Linked DNA regions of Zea mays: regions 2 and 3 are each linked to region 1. A link is a contact called in public Hi-C data. All regions are on one chromosome and are shown on one strand. Each heading gives the region's core, a stretch centred on a gene start, on an enhancer-like site or on the middle of the called end of the contact. The rest is flanking DNA. Distances are from core to core; before and after follow the strand shown. Region 1 holds the start of LOC100284121 (zinc transporter 4). Region 2 holds the start of LOC103630138 (cytochrome P450 90D2). Region 3 holds the start of LOC100283302.

Region 1 (4,968 bases), core at 1,301-3,800:
ATATTTCATATTTGACAGAAGACTACCCAACCATTACACTTTGCAGATACTGAAATGCCAAGACCAGCCACACCCACAATTGACACAACCATTACAGCAGTGCATGCAGTCATTCAGCGGCAGTCAAACATATCATTGCTTGCTCATCGCTTAAAGAAACCACATAGTTCACCCTTGAGTACATCAGCGGTGTTTTTTTCATGCCCTTGAAAAACAGTGCATGTTATCCTATGATGATCCCGAAGGAAGCTACCATACAACAAGATACTACACATTAAAACTGTACATATACCCCAGAAATTTTATATGGACACTGCTTCACCTTTTATCTGATATTTAATCAAGGTCATGTCTCAAGCCCATATTGCAAGTGATGACATAGAGAGCGCACCGAGGAACAATGCGATGTATGCCATCACTTGCTGTCGCAGGGTCCCTGTCATCTTTCCACCCAAGAAATCTACAGCAATGAGATCCACTAGTGACATGTATATGAGAATGCCAGCAGATACCGAGTCAAGAATGCCCTCGACCACAAGGGCCCTTGGGCTATTGGGATTGTAGAATGTGGTCATGCCTGCCCCAGCAGCTATTCCTGCCGGTGTTGTGATGGCGAAGAAAGATGCCATTAGAACTGCTGAAAGGTTCTTGAATTGTGCCTGTTGGGAGAAATGTGGTAGTGTCTCCATTAGTAATTGAAGTAAGAAAAGGAAGCAGCACAGTAGAAGAAGTGAAGGAAAAAAGAAATTAAAGGAAAAAAAAGGGAAGACAAAGTAACTAAGTAGTAATGCATAGACATCACCATGTATTTTTTTTTCTGGGACCATTCAGTGCTGAAGCAATCTAATCAGTAAATGGACATCCAACCTAATTGTCATAACTCCGCAATACTTTTCATGAAGTACTAAAATTTTCGGCTGGCGGGTATTCACAAAGTACTAGACAACCATAGTTTATTTTAGAAGTTAAATCGAAGGTGGCCATTTACATGGATAAACAGGCATAAATTGGGAGAGAGAAATATATTCCAACAATGTACAATGCTCAGTTATATTATTGAAGCCAAATGTTTGAATCCTGAACTTTCAAGGATGGGTCCATGTTCTTAAAGGCCGATTGCCCAACCATCAAATTGATAAAGGAGCAAGCCTCACATGAAAGTAATGTACTTACAGTACAGTGTGCAGAGTATCAAGAAAATCAAGAATTTCAACAGTATGTGCAAAATTATACAGCAGGCTGCTATTAAAACATGGCAAATCAATTGTTGATCAAGTCATGAGAACGGATCAGCTCTCAACCGCAGTTGACTGCAATTCTCACCTGAGCAATGCACCCACCTAGTGCAAACCCCTCGAAGAACTGGTGGAATGCAAGTGCTGCGACAAGTGGCCTGATTGTGCATGGGCTCCGCGACACTCCCAGTGACAATCCGATGATCACAGAGTGTGACACAATCCCCATCTCCAGTATCTGCAACCAAGGCACTGGTTATCACAGCGTGCACGATGAAACACCAAAGCATCCCAAATGAATCGATCAAACAAGCACCTGTGACACGACAATGGAGCGCACATGTGCCGACACCTCCGCCTCGCTACCCTCTACCTGCACCGGCTCATGCACATGGCTGTGGCTGTGGCTGTGACCGTGTCCATGGCAGTGCGTTTGCAACAGCGGGGCCTTGCGCTCGTCCTCATCGACGGTGACCACCGTGATGTCCTCGTCGCTCCCAGAGGAGGTCGCAACCAGTGCGGCGGCCGCCGCCGCCTTGACGCGCGCGGCCTCGTCGCGATGCTTGGCCTCGTAGAACCTGGTGGCAAGGAAGTCGAGCACCAGCGTGGCTAGCGCAGCGGCCATGGCGACGAACCCGGGCACTGGGAACCGTCGCCACGGCGCGGCGGGGAGGCACGGGCTGGACAGCGCGTGCTCGGCGTCGTGAAGCATGTGGACGAACCCCGTGGCCAGGATGACCCCGGCGGCGAACGCCTTGGCCGCCAGGAACGCGGCGCTGTCCGTGCGCAGCGCGCGCCGCTTCCGCCCCGCGAGCGGCAGGACCACCCCGAGCACCCCGGCCACCAGTATCGCCGCCATGGCCACCTTCTTGAGCCGCAGCGCCGCGGCGTCGTCACGGCACCCCGCCCCCTCCGCCTTCTGCACCTCGTCCGCGCAGCTCACGGCCGAGAGCGACGCCGCCATAAGCTCTGCGCACGCACCACATCAGGCCGTCAATCTCAACGCTGGACGGCGCAAGGACCGAAGAAAAGCTCGAAAAGCAACCGAATTGCGTACCATTACTGCTGGTCAAGAACTGGCCGACGTGCCGGCGGAGGCCGGCGAGAACCATGGCCAGAGACGGCGAATCCGATCCTGCAAGCGATAGGACGGACAACAAAATCTTGGAGAAATCGGTTCTTCAGGCGGCCACTTTTCCGATGCCGTGGATTCCTAGCTCCCGTCGCACGCAAAGGCACGCCCAAGCCAGTGGACAAGGAGAGGAGATTGAGAGAGGTTGAAGTCGCAGGGGAAAGAGCGGAAAAGAGAGGGGATGTCGTCATGGTGGTGCGAGTGCACTGTGCACCCAACATCGAAATGGTGCGTCCGCGACATCGACCGCCACCGCGGCACCCAGGTGGTTTACGCCTGGGAGTCACTGACATGTGGGATCAGGAAGGCTTGTGACGGTCATGGCCGTGCCGTGTCAATGAGCGAGGAGGAAAGTCAGCCGTCGATCTGTTCTATGAACGGTGTAGATGCTGTCTCCATGTCGTTAGCATTTGGATGCGGGACCTCGCGGCCGTATCCGCATAACTAACTGGACCCCACGTACGGAGAAGCTTGTGCGGTGCTTTTCTCGGGTATATGTCTGATCTGTGGGACCCAGGTAAGCGGGGCCCTATTGATAGGGACTATGGTGGCAGATAAGTGTTAGCGGTGGAGGTCACGTGGTGAAGGCGTGCATTGAGTTGTGGGGGCGTGGCCAAACCATGTCGACATAGTGACGAAGTGTCGTGGGGCCCACGCGGAGGCGCTACGAGGTCCCCCGGGTCGCCAGATTCCTGGTTGCTCACCATTTGCCCATGGTATTTAGCACGAATTAAGTCAATTTATGGCCCTCTTTAGTATAGCTTAAGATCCATAAAATTTGGTGAAGTCGATAAAGTAGATTATTAGGTGCTCTAAAAAATCGTAGAGCTGAAGTTGTAAGTCATTAAAAGACATTTAGATAAATCATTTCGTTCACCATTTAGATTAAAAATATTTTTAAAACTATTTGAATTAATATTATAAATTACAGCTCCACACTGGAGATGGAACCTAGAGCCATCCCAAACACCCTCTATGACACTTTAGATGTGTCCACCAGTTCAGTCATATGGTCATATACAATGTATTGTTGGTAGGGTAAACTTTGAATATTGGTATGTGTATGGATAACCGCTAAAGATAATCTTAGGTAGAGCTTGTGAGGCGTACTTCATCAACTCCAATTCGATGAACTTGTGAAAATTGTATACCACTTCTTGACTGTCACATCCAATTTTAAAGACAAACTCGAATGTCCATTACAAATGTAATCAGATTAAGGATCACATGTATAGCGACGTTATACAATGGATTATATCAACACAGTGCTTTATTAATAACGAAACAAAATATTTATTGCACGACCACGATATTATTTCAATCCACCAGTAAACGCTCCACAGACCACTAGTTGATCACAAGCCTAGATCTTGCCATAGTCATGTAACTCTTGGGCATAGGACACTCGTTATCCTTCATCTCGACAAGGAATACATAGGGTGGAGTGGATAAAGACAAGAGTGAGTACTTTCAAACTCAGCAAGTATCTCATTTTAGATAAAAGTGGACTGGCTATATGGTGGACTAGCTAGAGCAGTTGCTTTGGTCAAGTTTTATTTGCACTTATAAAGCGTACGAATCCCTCTTCGTAAAACATTTATCATGTAAAACTTCATTACAACACAATAACTTCAATGTTCACTGCATCCCACAGTGAACCATTCACCAAGTCTTATGGTAAAATGTTACAGTAAAGTAACCCTAGAAAACACGTTCATTGCATCCCACAATAAACCATCCATTAATTCTCATGGTGAACATTTTATCACGAGCATCAGCCCCTCGGTGTTTTGAATTTGTAAAACTATAATATATGAGAATTCCAAGATTGCTCTTGACCATCAGCACGACTGACTAACCAGTTTTACACTCTGCACATGTGAAATGAAAATGGGCTAGATAGCCAATTCTACCTATTTTAGTGATTGAATGACCAACACAACATCGTGGACTAACTCGTTTGCTAAGTGTATGAGTATAGGTTCACTCGGACACAATTAGGAGGTTTCTAAGTCCAAATGTGCTCAAAATAGGCCTAGAAATGCAACTGTGTGCAAAAAGGGTAAAATTGTGAGGTTTGAACCTTTAGATACGTTGCATATGCCTATTTGCGAACACAGTTGACTTGTGCCTATTAGTTTGGCTTGATGATGAGTGATTGTCAACATGAGTAGTATTTTGCTGTAGTCTAACACCCTAAATTTTCGGGTATAAAAATTTCTTTGCTCTATACTCAAAATTCAGGTGTTACTCTTTCCTTTCTTCGCTTTTCTTTTCCCTCTATTAAAATAAAGGAGAGCTATTTTGTTATATATCGGCGTAAGCCTAGTGAAGTGAGCCCTAGAGGCACTTTGGTTGTTGCATTCATGTCGTTCCATAGTGTTTCTATGTGCGAAAAGTGTTTGAAACCTGTTAATATACCTTGTAGAAGTTTCCGATAAATTTAAATAATTTTTTTCTAAATTCAAAATCTATTGTTGGAGGTACATAAATTTTTTTGAAAAGTTCTAAATATGTTTTTGAGTTCATTGGGCTAGGAGGTTTCCCATGGGTGGTAATCCGGGTGGCGAGTCATTGCGTGGGAGGCATTCGGAGATGCAA
Region 2 (4,968 bases), core at 1,744-4,243, 200 kb before region 1:
TTTGGAAGAGATCCAATTTAGATATATGGCCTTAAAGCACATAATTCAGTATAGTTTATCTATCGCATATATAGCAGGTTGCCGTTGTTCTCTATCTTTCCTGATCTCTCTATGTGTATGGTTGGCATAGCAACTCTCGTGAGTCCGGAAATCTAATCCCTTCAATTGCATCGTCTCTCCAATTATATTGAAACACCAAATATTAATTGGCTTCATTTGGATTGAGCCAATAAAACAACTAACAGTTGAAGGTTCAAGTACAGAAACTATATATATAGATAATCTTTTGTCCTTATTTTTAATAAACTGAAAAAAGTACCTCGAGTTGCTGCAGAGCCTGTGGGCATTCGCTGAGGTACTTGACGGCCAGCGTGATGAGCACGGGCACGGAGTCCTCTGCAGGGATCATGAAGTCGATCATGTTGTCAGATATCAGCTCGTCGGTGAGCTCGTCGTTGCCGTTGCCTAGCAGGACGTCGATCATATCACGTGGATGAGTCCCACCACGCAGATCGTCGCCTTCCGACATCATCTTCTTCCTCTTCTCTTGGATGATCGTTTTTATCAACTTTGTCATCCTCTTCTTAGCCTGCTCTGGGTAGTGTTTGTTGATACCATATATAGCACACATATATGAAGCTTAATTAGAGGAGGAAATTAATCCAAACAGCCCTATATATAGTTACCGCAGTTCAACTCATTGCAAAGAAGTATATATATAGAGAGAGAGAGAGAGGTAAAAAAAATAGGGTTCCCGGTGTTTACCTTGAGGGATCTATAGAGTTGAGTCCCCGGAAGCTTAACCGGAAGTGATATCAAACCGGCAATGAATTCTTGAAACTGTTGCCTGAGGTACTGCATCTTGTCCCCTTCCTCTAACCCTATCAGCGCCCTCACTAGGATTTCGAACACAATCTACAGAACAACGCATGAAATTGATAAAAATCTACTGTTAGAAGAGCTAGCTAGCTAGCTTAATTTTAAAAAAAGGACAGACCGAATAATGCGGTAGACTCCCACTGTCCCACATGAGTAGGGGTCTAGAGAATAGATAAACTAAATCAAGTCTTTTCGCTACAAATACCGAGAAGCTGTTTTGAACCCCATAACCTAATGACTTGTGAGGCAACTTTCACTACTGTACCATGCTTGTCCTTCGTCACAGTTGAGTTTATTAAAAGTTCGTCAATAAGAACCATAAACCAATTAATACTATCGGAATCCAGATCTTTACCGAGTGCTCGAGGCTTTGCTGAGTGTTTTTTATCGGACATTCGGCAAAGAACTATTTATCCGCACTCGGTAAGGTTACACTCTCGGTAACGACCACGTTTACCGAGAGTAAATGCACGGCAAACGACGACGCTCGGCAAAGTGTTTTCTAGACTCGGTAAAGAAGCGGTTTTCGGCAGTGTAACCAAATTACGGTTGCCTTTAAAATAAATGTCAAAGGGGATGTAAACATTGCAGACTACATGCTCTGATTCGTCCACGAATACCAGGGACTGTGTGAGGATGACATATACATGTGTGGTTCCAAGCTGTGGATATTAATATTCCTTGCGACCGCAATACTGTCCATGTGTAGATACGGACAAACGCTAACTCCCGGAGCGGCGAAGCATCAATACTGACGTCGCATGTCGCATCCAGACGCACGCATGGCACGGCGCGCGCCCATGGATTCCGCGGGAGGGACCGGGAGGGTAGCGACATGGAGCGCGCGCGTGCGCACGAGAACCGGCACACGCGCGCAGTACGTATGCTGGCGCCGGCCCAGGGTGGAAAAAACGCGCAGCTCTTAGCATCGTCTACGTGCATGCAGTATGGACACAGGTACTGTACTGGGTCGGCAGTGGGCAGGCACTAATAATAATAATAATAATTGTAGTCAACAAGGCAGCAGGAGGGAAGGAGGAAGACGACGGGGTGCTGGCGTCGCGTCGCGCGTCGCGTCACGTACCGACTTGGCCTCGTTCTGCACACGCACGGGCATACCACCGCTGTCGTCGCCCATGCTCCGATGGCGCCGCCTGCCCCACATGTCCATGGCGCGGCCGACGCGGCGCTGCATGTCCAGGGTGACCTGCGCCTTGAGCTGCGGCGACTTGAAGAAGGCGCCCGCGAGGCCGTGCACCCGGCGCTGGAGGCCGCCGCCGAGCACTAGGATGGACGATTGCCCCATCAGCTCCATGAGCGATCGCGGGTACCATGGAACGAACGCCGACGCGTCGGCCTGCAGCACCGCGCGGCTCACCTCCGGGTCCGAGCTCACCACCGCCGGCGACCCCCACAGGTGCGACTTGAACACCTTCCCGTACCTGTGACATCGAGCAGTCGATCGGTCGTCGTCGTCGTCCTCGCCTCGGTCAATCTCAGTTCTTGCCAAAGTATATATTAAAGGACGTACGGGCCGGGAAGGAATTAATTAGAAAGATTTTTTTTTCTAATCTAATCTATACTCTACTCACAAGACGCGGCGTTTCTCGACGAAGGACTCCGGGCGAGGCGAGTACGCGGCCCGGATGAACGCCAGCGTCTCGCCGAGGAGCGGCCACCCGAGCGAGCCGGCAGGGAGCCGTGCTCCTCCGGCAGCACCAGCACCTACCTGCCGCCGCCCCTTGATAATTCCTGAAGAACAGGCACGGGGGACGAAGAGCCGCACGATGACGGCGGCGAGGAGCAGCGCCGCCGTGGCAGAGCCGACGACGGACGCTGGCCAAGAACAACCACCACCTCTGATGGGACACATCGCGCGCGTTCCGGATGGTGGGTGGGCTCGTGGTTTCTGATCGCCGATCTCGCCGGACGCTGTGTGTTGCAACTTGCAACACCAGGGAAAAGGGTGAGGCCTCAGCGCCTCTATTATAAAGTCTAAACTAGAAGAGTGCTTCTAATGGAAGGAGAGCCTGAACCGCGGCCGACGGCCGGGATAGAGTGGCGTCCGGCCGGCTATGAAACTGCCCAGAGAATCTTGCTTCAAATATTTTATTTTATTATTATTATTTAATACTTATCAAGGGCTAGTGCGTTCCATAAATGCTAATAGTTACGTGCTAGCAGCTAAAAATGAGTAACAAACTTGCTTGTCTCCAAACAAAATTATGTGGGTCATGAAATTTGTTCGGCAGTCTTGTTGATGCTGTTTGGTTAAAAAGGTATATCATTTCAAGTTGCGTAGCTTATAGGGTGTTTGGTTTTTATAGACTACATTTTAGTCTCTTCGTTTTATTTTATTTTAGTCTATAAATTATCAAATACCGAAACTAAAATTATATTTCAGTTTCTAAATACATTAAATGCAACGCAAAAAGACCGAAATACATTTTTTTCTTGTTTCACACCAGTTTTCTAGCAAGAGCAATTAAAATAAATGTTGCTCTTTAATCACTTTTATCACTCATGTGAGGGCCTAGATACTAAAGCCAATTAATCTATAATTTAGTCGTCCCATTTGACAAATAAGGACTAAACTGAACTAAAAATCAGTGATTAAAGATTAATCCCTAGAAAACCAAACACTCCCTAGTCGGCATGTTGATCCATCACGTTGTGGCGATAATTGGGTCGTTAGAGAAGAGCTAGCACAGCTTGGTTTCAACCAAAGGAGAACAAGCAGGCGACGGGGGCGGGGACCACATTTTGGCTGCAATCATGCCTTCCACGCGTTCGTTGTGATATGTATGGTGTGTGCGCCGTATGATCGATGCATGATTATATTAGTCGAGACCAGAGCAGAGTGGTTGTTGGCCATCGCTACCACTCAAATAAACGCACCGAAGCATATATCGGGCCAAGCGCTCTCTTTCCTCGACTACCTAGGCATGCATGTCATAGAGCATCACATGACCATTTGAACCCGGACATGTAGTACCTTCTTTTCGTTTGGGGAGAGAGATTTTTGTTTTTGTTACATGAACATATATATGGTCTTTCGAGCAACTCTGCCTCAACATTGGGCCCCCTACTCATTTAATTTAGCAACTTGTTCTATTTGTTTAGGGCCTAAATACAGATGTTCAATCTAATCGTGGACCCTAAAAACCCCTCCCCTCTGTTTCTCCCACTCGGCCCCCGTTGCCATTTTGGCGTAGCATTTTTTTTTTTTTTTTTTTTTGCTGTGAAGACATTTTTGCTACTTCTGAAAGGAGCACAGCACATTTTTGCTACTTCTGATACAAATTGGGTGAAATATGGTGTCTAGCTAATCAGTATATATATCTCGCAGCCAGTCATTGGGAAACATATGGCGTCTAGCATCTGTTTCAAACTATAATTCAGACTAGGAATCTCATAAATATTATTAATTAGTGAACTGCTATACAAACATAGTGAACTGTTATACAAACAGATGGCGTCTAGCTAGCATCAGTATATGTTGCAGCCAGCGAACTGCTATACAAACAGAACCTCCAGTACTTAACTTATGAGATTGAAAGAGTAGTATATGCAAAAACATAGTGAACAACTAAGAAAACAGAAGCTCCAACAATGTCTGAATGACATTTCAGAAATGAGCAGAAGCAGTTCAGAACTTCAACGATATAGTAATCAATCAATACTGTCGAAATCATTCCTGCAAGAATTTATAACAGAAGCTCCAATACTATCAAAATCGTTCCTACAAACTTATTCTTACTTCTCTAAAATTCAAATATGAGACGCCGACGGCCGTGCACATGCATGGGGGAACGAGGCCGACCATCCATCGCACTTGAGAACCGGAGAAGGTGGGCACGAGGACAACTCACGTACCAGGGGAACCACGGAAGTGAGACAAGGTCAATGGCGATTGCATGATTCTGGATCGAGGAGCAGGTCGAACTTGCAAAGAACCGACTGCGAAGGGTTTAGGGAGACGAGCCCTAAATTTTGTTGATGAATTTCATTAAAACAGGGTTCTTGTTGGACCTCTTTTTTTTTTTGCTTTGGGCCCTATATTTCAGATTGTTTATGAGTTTAGGGCCC
Region 3 (4,968 bases), core at 992-3,491, 130 kb before region 1:
AACGGCTACTTCGCTTCTTCACCCGGCACCCAACGGTCAAATTGCAACACCGGACAGTCCAGTGCCCCCAGGAAAGGAAACATCACCAATCAAGTGATATACTAGTTCTAAGTGTCGAAAAAGTTGTTGGGCACTTAGTTTAGTTATAGGGCCTTTTATTTTCTTTTAGCCATACTATAAAAAGGGGTTGTGGATGAGTAACTTGACTTAGTCATGTCTAAATGTAGTGTGGTGGTTCACTCATACACAAAACTAGTGCTAGATAACTCTTGAGAGCCTACAAAAATTTGGAGAGAAAGCAAAATAAGAAAAACTTAGAAAATGCACTCTAGGTGCATCAGACCTAGTTCCCAGAGAGTGTTCAGTGACCCATCTGGCATATGGGCAACTGACACGGGTTTGGTGCGCACAGGACCGGTTTCCCAGAGAGCTTGTTTTCTGCTCAGTTGCACGTGTGTGTCAAACCATGGTCCGGTAGCACATCGGGCCATTTATCTAGAGAGCTTGTAGTCCGCGTCATCTAGCCTATTGGCACATCAGCCTGGTCCGGTACACACAGACCACTCAACAGTAATGGCTAGGTCTGGCAAACTAGACGTTGGCGGGTGTCAGAAGGGGGTGCGGTGCTCACTGGACCATGGTCTGGTGTGCCCTTAACTGAGTGGAACGGTAACAACTATATTTTGGTTGGTGGCTATTTATACCCCCTCCAATGGGCACATTGAAGTGTCTTGCCTTCCCAACCACATAGTATTCATTGTGAGAGCTTACAAGACCCTTAGCATAGTGAGGTGATTATCAAAATCATAATCTCGTAGTTAGGAACTCATTAGTGCAAGAGTGAGCCACCTAAAGCACACACCACTCGCATTAGACTCATCATAGTCAAGTGAAGGCCTAGATCTTATTACTCTGGGTGATCGACATCACCTAGACAGCTTGGTGGTGATTGGAGCGTGTGATCACCCTGGAGGACTATTGGTGACCTGACTTGGAGTTGTACACGACTGTGAGGGATTCACCACACCGAAGAGGTAAAGAATTAACATGTAGTGAGCATTTAGTCCTTGCGAGGACTAAGCGAGAGCTATACCCTTGTGTAATGCTCCAACGAGGACTATTGGAAAGTGCCGATTTTTTTTGACACCTCGGAAAAAATCAGAGAATTCATCTAAACCCTTTGCTTTACTTTCGGCATTTAATTTGGGCAATTTACTTTTGAGCACTTACATTCTTAGTATAAGCCATGATTGCTTAGGGTTGTTCTAGAGTACTTAGCTTCATTTGATCTAGCTAGTTTGTTGGGTGAAATTAGGCTTGTGATTAGGGTTTAATCTTTTGCAAGAATTTTAGAAAAGTCCAATTCACCTCATCTTAGGCATCGTGATTCTTTCAGGACTAACTCCTGTCCGTCATCCTGGGGCCTTCACCCGGGGGTTAGGGTCCTAATGCCTCCGATGTCCTAGAGCCTTCGTCGTTGCTGGCGACCGGATTAAGCGTCTTTGCATGGGCTCGTGGGCTTAATGTCGAGCCTTTGCTGGGACAACACCGTGAGACCTCTTCAAAGATGAAATCCGCTTCGACCGTACATGACGATCGGAATCTTTTGTTGAGTGTGGACCCTGTGCTCATAAACAAGGTTAGCTTGGATTTCGGTGTGCTTAACCGAGGGGATGATCGAGGTATGGTTTGGCCTTCGTCCCAACACCAGAATACACAATAAGACTAAGCATATAAGAAATGATGCCACATAAGTATCGATCTCTAGAGTTGACGCATGTACATGTTGCAGCTTACATGTCATGAATTATACCAACCGTTTGAGAAATACATATCTAGCAGTATAAAATCAATATAATAACATGAAGCTTTAAGACAATAATTTATTTGATAACAGGCAGATCTTATCAACAACAATGCTTATTACAAGATTTACCGGATAAGCTCATGATAGTGTACCGCCCTGACACTCTACTAATTGCACATTTGTTTTTAGTAATTTAATTACATGACGCTTATATTGTATACATACTTGCACATTATTTTTTGTTAAATGACAGTTTTTTTGTTGAACCTTTTGGTAATTTGTCGGAGACAGCATTAGTCGTTCTTTAGTTCAAAATCAGCAAATTCTGAGCATCCAATCCACTGGCCCATTCACCAGTGACAGTCTTCAGGACTTTCTCGTGTAGCATCATTTCCGCTACCCAAATCTCTCCATCCACGGCGACGCCCGACGCCATCCGTCAGCCAGCCCCATCTCCACCACCCCTCCCCGTCCCCGACGTAGCAGCAGAGCGGAGAGGCGGCCAAGCCAATTCCTCACCGGTAGCTTCTCCGCGCTCCCGGGCTCCGCCTCGCCGCACTCGGATGCCCCCTGCGCTGGCGCCTAGAGCGGCGGCGGTCTAGCGGGCGCCGGGAGCGGTGAAATCCACCCATGGCCGACGCTCTCCTCCTTCCGTGCCGCTTCCTCGCGCCGTTGTCAGTCACATCCGGCGCCTCTTCATCAGCCTCTTCGTCCCCGCCGTGTCGTTGGGTGCTCTCGTCGCCCGGCTCGCCGTGGCGGCCGCGCTTGGCTGCCGGGCAACGGCAACCCCGACCTCGCCGGTTCACTCGGCACAAGGTGCGCGTTCTCGGCTTGTCGGCTGAAGCATTTGCAACCGGCTTTGTTGTTTGTCAAACGCGGTGATGTGGCGCTCCGAAGGGTTTCTCGGTTGTTTTCGCACTACCGCGTGTTTGTGACTTCCAGTGTGAACGATGTGGAGGGGGGGCGCTTCTTTTACGATTTTTCGGTGGACTGCGAGGTTTGTGGTGTTGCTGAATCTCTGGATTAGAGGGTACACGGGGTTTTATTGCGAAGCAGCTCTTGCAATTCCATGTCATTTATGAGCGAGTAAAATCCTAGGTGAATTTTGTGGTTTCTTCTCTGCCTTTGATGTTCTTTTGCTCATTGAGCAGTTGTTCCTAAGGTAAGTCCACTACTCTGTGGAATTAGACCTCTTCGTTTCCGTTTTCCTCGTTCTAGATTTGGGAGTGCCATGTATATAATTTTTAATCTACTATTATTTCTATTGTTGTGCCATGTGAAGAGGAAATGCATACCAGTGAATAACTGTAAGCACTGTGCTACGCGAATTACATAGCGGGTGTTTGAATGCATTGGAGCTAATAGCTAGCTGCTAAAATTAGCTAAAAACATCCATACCGCCTATATAATAGTTCAACTATTAGCTACTTTTAGCAAATTAACAATAATTAGCTAGTTATTTGTTAGCTAGCTAATTCTACTAGAATTTTTTTAGCCAACTAACCATTAGCTCTTGTGCATTCAAACACCCCCACAATGCTTTGCTGTTTGTTTCATTTGGATTCGTTACTTCATTTTGGTGTTAAGCAGTGCTACATTTTTTACTCTCCATTTCTAAGTAGTTCACCAGGATGTGTGTTATATTCAATTGCATTCTTGCTTGTTGAACTTGTGCATGTTTTAACGAAAGGCTTGTGTGATCTGTTCAGTCATACGGGCCTATGCTACTTAGTTTACGCTGCAGGGCATTTGATTGTTATGGTTTTGTTGTGTTGATTATTCCAGATTTGTGCAGCAGAGCGTGGTGAGCAACCGAAATGGTGGGAGAAAAATGCTGGGCCAAACATGATTGACATCCACTCCACAGTGGAGTTCTTGGATGCACTAAGAGATGCTGGAGACAGGCTTGTTATTGTTGAGTTCTACGGAACCTGGTGTGGTTCATGCAGGGCTCTCTTTCCAAGGGTAATGCCATTAATCGTGAATATAACTACTGGATGTTTGATTGGTTCTGTCTGATTACAACTTTACAACTCAACATTGTTACCTTCTGATTTCTAATGTGCTAATTACAACTTTACAACTCTACATTGTTACCTTCTGTATTCCTAATGTGCTAATTATGACTTTACATAGTTACCTGCTACATATCATTTAGGATGCACAAATTGAATAGCATTTTTTGAAACATTGTAGCTATTTAAAGGCATGTCAAAGCATTATTTTTTGTTTGCTAAGATTAGGAAAGACTTATTATCAAATTATACACCCTTCAATGCATAAGTTTAGTTTTGATAGGTTTCAGTCCAGATAAGTTCATCTGTATTAGAGTTATTTAAAAGGAAAAAGTAAATGCACACAAATGTTATTGCCAGGGTTGTTTCATGACTTGAGAGGGTCCAAGTGCATGGTACTGGGGGATCTAGACGGAGAATGCAGATTGGATAGGATAGTAATCCTATGGAATCTAGAAACACATGCAACAATGTAATTTGTAACAAGTTTCTTTGGGGAGACTTAGTGCTTGGAATTTCCCATTGCGACGACTTTAAAGATTGACATTAGGCTAATACTGATTAATATGATCCTCAATTCTGGATTTTTGGACTACAGCGTATAATAGTGGTCTAGTGGAACTGGTTTCCAATAATTTGTAGAATGAGAGCTCAGAACTTTGTTTGGTCGCATGGAGATATTTGGAACCTTTTCAGAATGGAAAGAGCATATATATTTGAATTTAGGTCATGTGAAACTCAAGTTTGTTAATATTTTGACAAAACTGAACAGTTAAATGCTCTCTCAAGTTTTAGAAGGAAACAACTGACAAGCTTCCTGAAAGAAATCAGTGTAACTCAAAAATAGTTAAGACCTTTTGTCTTTGCTACAATCCCTACTTCCATCACATTTTCATTGGTCATCCAACTTAGGCATACTGTGTTTTATGTTGCAACTGGTTACCTATGCTCTGGCTATCAACTTGTTACCATCGAACTACTCTGTACTTGAGAGTTCCAGCCTGGAAGTTTATGCTTATAAGTTACAACTGTGAATTGGTTAAGCTGCCTTTGGAGTTTGGAGTTCTACTAGCAACTGACAATGTTTCGGTCTCTTCTTAATGTAATACTGGGAGGGCGGTCTTTCCCTCTCCGGGCCGAGTTTTT

What was found. Hi-C and Micro-C count contacts between places; a contact is called where the count stands out from the background.
Region 2: a Hi-C map of leaf shows a contact between it and region 1, with 8 times the contacts expected there. The contact joins the promoter of LOC103630138 here to the promoter of LOC100284121 in region 1. A contact is called at or near these places in 2 of 25 Hi-C or Micro-C datasets (bundle sheath and leaf).
Region 3: a Hi-C map of leaf shows a contact between it and region 1, with 4 times the contacts expected there. The contact joins the promoter of LOC100283302 here to the promoter of LOC100284121 in region 1. A contact is called at or near these places in 4 of 25 Hi-C or Micro-C datasets (bundle sheath and leaf).

Annotation. Positions count from the first base shown.
Region 1 is chr6:143,198,376-143,203,343 of Zm-B73-REFERENCE-NAM-5.0, forward strand. It overlaps LOC100284121 (zinc transporter 4), which reads right to left and starts at 2,551. Exons shown (of 4, transcript NM_001157018.2): 1 at 2,293-2,551; 2 at 1,552-2,204; 3 at 1,324-1,473; 4 at 113-659. The coding sequence starts at 2,347. The coding sequence ends at 354.
Region 2 is chr6:142,994,609-142,999,576 of Zm-B73-REFERENCE-NAM-5.0, forward strand. LOC103630138 (cytochrome P450 90D2) reads right to left here and starts at 2,994. Exons shown (of 7, transcript XM_020539508.3): 1 at 2,472-2,994; 2 at 1,964-2,381; 3 at 766-915; 4 at 320-589. The coding sequence starts at 2,752.
Region 3 is chr6:143,070,187-143,075,154 of Zm-B73-REFERENCE-NAM-5.0, forward strand. LOC100283302 reads left to right here and starts at 2,242. Exons shown (of 4, transcript NM_001367100.1): 1 at 2,242-2,623; 2 at 3,593-3,772. The coding sequence starts at 2,438.